Regions from separate parts of the Mus musculus genome. Here region 1 is linked to region 2. A link is a contact called in public promoter capture Hi-C data. All regions are on one chromosome and are shown on one strand. Each heading gives the region's core, a stretch centred on a gene start, on an enhancer-like site or on the middle of the called end of the contact. The rest is flanking DNA. Distances are from core to core; before and after follow the strand shown.

Region 1 (2,700 bases), core at 91-2,590, 170 kb before region 2:
AAAACTACGGGATCTGACTTCAAAGACGACTGGTAGTCACTGCTCTGAACCACAGCTTGGCTTTTAATAAGTACTTGAACTGATAGTTTTCTTTTCTGCGAGATGAATGGTGGGACTGGGTGACCAATAAGCTCCCACTCTACCCCTAAATGAAGGCCGAAGACTGTGCAGGCCCTGAGAGTGGGTTTATACGTGAAGTATGTTGGCCTTTCCCTTGCAGATGGAGGTCAGGAGCCATAGGGGAAGCATCTGGTGGAGTGAATGACAGACCCAGGTGAAGGATGATAAGCAGGAGCTACAGGGTGACCCTGGGTACATCCAGGTTGGAATCTAAAGGGTTCAAATTTTCATACCTGTCCCTCTCGTTCTTTGTTTTTAAAATGGGGCTAAAACTGCGCTGTCCTTAGAGGTTGGTGGACTGATAAACTGAGCCAATGTTTTACGCAGTATTTGGATTGATAAAACCTTGATGTTCTTACTTTGAAACACCACTGTGATTAAATGAGATAGTGTACACCTCTTGCTGGTAGTCACCTGGGAAGGGAGAGTCACTAATATACCTTTTGCTGGGGACGGAGCGAAAGAGGTTCTTCAACCGCTGTAAGTGGGAGCCATAAAACTGTGCAAGCCAACAGAGGTGGCCCCCAAAGAAGTGTGTTTGTGGGAAAGGATTCTGATGGATGACACCCTGTCTAACCAGATTTGACCATCTCAGAAGACTCACTAGTAAATCCTCAGTGCCCAGTAGGCTGGGAAGATCCGGTCGCTCCTGACCTCATTTCGGAGCGTCTCCAAAGATAGTTAAAGGAAAGTTGGTGCTGGCAGCAGCTGCGGGTCTCGACTACTACGAAAGACAGAAAGAAGGCGCCGACTTGGGGCTCTGATCGGGCTGGCTTCGCCCTGAGCTCCGCGGCCTGCGACTCAGAAGGGACCAGGAGCTGTCCCGAGAGCAGGTCCCCATCGCGGGACACGGGCAGGACTAGGGACCGGAGGAGACCTGAGTCGGCGCCGCCGTTGCGCCGCCAGGATCGCGGGGTACGAGTGAGTCTCCAGGACCCCATGTAACCCTGGCCTCCCCTCCCGCTCGAGCCCCGGCCTCCCGCGCAGCCGCCCGCCGCGCCGCGCTTACCCGGGGCCGGACCCAGCAGCACGGCCGCCGCCAGCGCTAGGAGCCGCAGCCGCATCTTCCCGCCGCCTCCGCCCGGCGCTGTGACCCGGGAGAGCGCCGCCGCCCGCCGGGCCCGGCCCGCCCCTCGGCCTCCAGCCACAGTTCGGGCCAGCGCTGCTGGGTCTCTGGGTCTACGCCGAGCTGGAGGAGCGGCCTCTCCATCCACTAACTGGGCCAGCCCACGGTGTCCCCTTTCACCACGCCCACGTCTCAGATGAGAAAACTGAGGTGACCCTGGAGATTCACGTTGTACAGAGCTAAGGCGTCCAGGAGGACGTTGTAACGTTGGACGTTGTCCAGGAGACCTTTAGCTCTCCTTGTTCCAAACCCAATTATTCCTAAGAAGGATCCAGAAACTTAGGTACTGGGTTCATCTACAAACCCTGAGCCTGGACAGCACACACACCAGGCATTCCCATCGAGAAGGCTCACAGCAGCTGAGAAACAACTTTCCACTGCTGCCTTGAACTTGGAGAAGGAGATGGGGGCTGGGTGAGGATCCCTGGAAAGTTAAAGGGTTCCCACAGAAGAGTTCAACTTTCCAGGTGAGAGCCTAGAATGTCTGTCATCTCCACGTGCCTCTGAGTCTTCCATCAGTTGCTCTGCTGCAAAGAAATGGTCCCACCCTTGCTACGTTGTTTACCAAATCAGGCTAAAGTTTGACACCCAATGCCTGGTGGTGAACATCAGCAGTCATTTTGTGCTTTATTTGGGGTTCCTTTGTGTGTGTCCAGGATGGGGGTTGGGGGTTCAGAAAACACCACCAGTCAAGTAGAACTTTGTTAAAAGTGGTCCTTGGGGGTGGGCAGGTGGATGAGCAAGGGGGAGGGAGGGTGGGATAGGGGTTTCTGGAGGGGAAACTTGGAAAGGGGATAACATTTGAAATGTAAATAAATAAAATATCCATTTTTTTAAAGTGGTCCTTGGAAGTGGGAGGAGGAGGAGTGGGAAGAGGAGCAAGGGGAAGAGGAAGAGAGAGAGGAGGCAGAAGAGGAGAAACAGAAGTCCCACATCCTTCCACTTCAAGGGCCTGAGGAAGATGGGGAGGGGTGGAGCAAAGCAAGAGAGGTCCTGCCAGGGGGTACTGACCCAGCCAATGGCTACCGACTCCGGGGCAGCTTCAGGGTGGACTGTCCACTCTTTCTGGTTATGTCAGTGGGCTTTGCCCTCTGGGACCTGATCCCAGGGAGAGCCTTCCATGCAGCACAGCTTCCTAGGGACTGGACTTAGCACCAGGAAAGCCAGGATGGAAACAGCAGCTTCCTCAGAAAGCCAGGCCTGCGGAAGCTGAGCTGCTGGGTCAGGCACCAGGGCAAGAAGTAAGGCGACATGAGTGTCATCCCAACTACAAAGAAGGTGGAGGTTTGTTAGTGTAGTCAACTTAACAAGACCTTTTCTACTTTGAATCCCTCCCGGTCAAAGGGTGGTGATGGTGCAGTGCTTGCACCATCAGTAATAAACACATACACATACACACGCACACACACAAAGCAGGGGGACAGAGTTTATGGTCAAACTGAGTCCTACAGTCC
Region 2 (2,709 bases), core at 151-2,650:
AAATGATAACCTACATGGTTTAGAATGTCACGAAAATCATAAAAACCTTGCTAATACTTGAGGATCTTAACAATTTACAGTCATGTTTATATCTTAATTCCTTTGACCTTTAACCCCACAGCGAAACGGGTATTCTTTCCAGTTTAAACATAGGTTGAACTGAGGTTTAGCAAGGAAGAGTGTTTAGCCAACCGAATCAAGGTCCCCCGAGTCTCTGTGATGTTTTCACTCCCATTTCAAGTTGGTTCCTGTCTTGGGTGGGATGGATAACACTGAAAGGTTCGCTGTGAGTCTTCATCAAACCATCTCTGTGTGCTGAGCCAGGAAAGTATAGCCGAGCCCGCCTTGAGGGCCTGATGTTCACAGACTAAGGTTCAAGACTAGGACAGAGGTGGCTGTCCTTGAGGTGCCCACAAAGTCAGGACAGGCAGTTCACAAATAGACCCAGAGGTATAGTACTCCGCAGGGCTCCCCTAGGGCATTGAGTCATGGAACTGGCCGGACTGGACAGCTTGAATCACTCACAGACCAAGGGAGCATAAAAGGAGGCTTTGGTCAAAAGAGAAGACATTCTTGCATTGGATCTTGACAGCAAGGGAGCTTTCTCAGGACCATCTTGAGAGGGGTGAGGAGAGCAACTGGGAGCTAACACAGCCAATGCTGAAAAGAAGGTTATTGAGGGCCATTTAAGGGTAGGGAAGATGACCCCAGGCCAACCTAGGAAGCAGCTAGAGAGAAGGCAGGTGTGAACTTATCTTGGGACTTTGGGGGTGGAAGTGGGAGTCCTTCCCAGAGAAGGAGAGGGAGCCCTGAGCTGTTAGAACAGATTTGTCATTGGTACTGAGGTGGTTTTGGAAGCACCAGGGCCAAGTTATCGAGTGGACACTTACCTTGCATCTTCCCTGATAATTTCACATCCTTTTGCACGTCTCTCCTTGAAAGGACCAGCCTTCCCCCAGCCTGTGGCTGGCCAGATTATCTTGCTCCAAAACCATGGCAGAGTATAGCTCCTTACTCGAGGAATGCGGGCTGTGGTTGTCCAGAGCCGATGATGAAACAGGCTATTTCTGCTCTGGGACATCAGCAGGCCTCCGGCACTGGCTCCAAGGCGTACACTATCATGTTCCTAGCGTTTCTTAAGACAAATGTTTTCCTTCCCATCTTGAGATATTTTTATTCGAATCTAGGTTCTGGGATAGCCTTAGGAATCATTCTGAGCTGAGGCTGGAATCGTGGTGAGGGTCCAGCTAATCAGCAAACAATTTTCACTTCCCAAGTTATCTATTACTCGTGGCTGATCTGGATGTAAAAATAGCCTCTGGGGCTGTTTGTTTAATCTGACTGTTACTTGACACCACGCGGGTGTTGCTGCAGAGCCGACTGTTTGCCTCTGAGCACCGTTTGGTTTCCCCAGGCCAGTCTCTGCCTGGGTAAGCTTCTGAGACTTCCACGTCTAGCAGTTTCTGGCCACTGATTTTTTTGCCCAAGTGGGAAACCTGGTGAGACTTGGGCAGTTTGAGTGCTGAATCCTCTTTCTTCTCCTCTCTGGGCAGCCTGGCTAAAGGGGAAGAAGTTTGGGCAACTGGGCAGTGCCGTGTACCCTCCAGATCCCAGGAAGGCCCGTGAAATCTGCAGCTGGGACGCTCGCACGGGAGACGGAAGATGGAAGGTACAGTCTGCACGGCTGAGGGAGTCTCAAGGCGGCGGTGGAAGGGTGTCGGCTCCGGGAGGGGTCTAAGTGTGAAGGTGTGCAGCACGGTGTCTGCCGGGTAAGGGCACACTGAGTGCTTGGGGTCTTAGAGGCCAAGTGTGTCTTGTGGGCCATGAACAGTATGATTTAGAGCATACATGTGTGACTCTGTCCTCCCGTGGACCTGTCCGGGCGCTCGGTTCCCCCGGCAGAGTGAGCACATGCTTGTGGCTACGTCTGATCCTCTCATTGCTAGATGAGACCACCAGGGCCCCAGGTTCTACAGAATAGATGATGGGGGAGACTCCTTTGTCACTCTCGCTGTAACAGGGAAGAGGCACTGGCCATGGGGACACTTTCTGCCATTCTAACTTATGAGCTTTGAAAACACGTGGGTCTCCAACACAAAGCCCTCAGCAGACTGCCTGTCCTCATGAACCCCAGGGAGCCCAGCCAGAACCCACAAGTCAGACTGGCCCAATCGAACGCCATCCTTTTTTTTTTTTTTTTTTTTTCCTAATACAGAAGAACCGGTAAGTGATGAGAACACTTTTGAATATGAGTATATGAAAATGTAATAGAATCAAGAAATATTAATTAGCACTTTAGAACACCTCCGTAAAAACAGGAATCAGATGTGCATGTTAAAGAACGTCTCCTTTTCCAGCATTTGGAAACAGTGATGCCCTGTGACTGGGAGCCTGGATTTGTAAATAAAGCTTCGTTGGCGCTCAGCCCAGCACGTTCATTTGCATACAGCCAAGGCTGCTTTTACACACCTGCCCAGACCGTACAGCATGCAAAACTGAAATCAACCGTGTCATCTTTTACGGAACAAGGTTGTTGACTGCTTGTGGGCCACGTGCTCTCAGAGCCGTGGAGAGTTTTAAGCCACACATACACCCGCAACAACACAGTTCGTGCAAGCGAGTCTAATTAGATTCAAAACAAACACACAAAAAGACATGAAAGTGAGAAGTGTGAAGCACCAAGTTGGCGAAAAGGGAGAGCAGGGATGG

What was found. Capture Hi-C pulls out chosen DNA fragments and counts their contacts.
Region 1: a promoter capture Hi-C map of adipose tissue shows a contact between it and region 2. The contact joins the promoter of Vstm4 here to the promoter of 3425401B19Rik in region 2. A contact is called at or near these places in 1 of 39 promoter capture datasets (HPC-7-derived erythroid cells) and 1 of 9 other capture datasets (adipose tissue).

The regions. Positions count from the first base shown.
Region 1 is chr14:32,855,396-32,858,095 of GRCm38.p6, reverse strand. It overlaps Vstm4 (V-set and transmembrane domain containing 4), which reads right to left and starts at 1,340. Exons shown (of 8, transcript NM_178791.5): 1 at 1,130-1,340. The coding sequence starts at 1,184.
Region 2 is chr14:32,683,963-32,686,671 of GRCm38.p6, reverse strand. 3425401B19Rik (RIKEN cDNA 3425401B19 gene) reads left to right here and starts at 1,400. Exons shown (of 4, transcript NM_001195097.1): 1 at 1,400-1,669. Gm28651 (a long non-coding RNA gene) reads right to left here and starts at 1,286. Exons shown (of 5, transcript XR_874509.3): 1 at 891-1,286.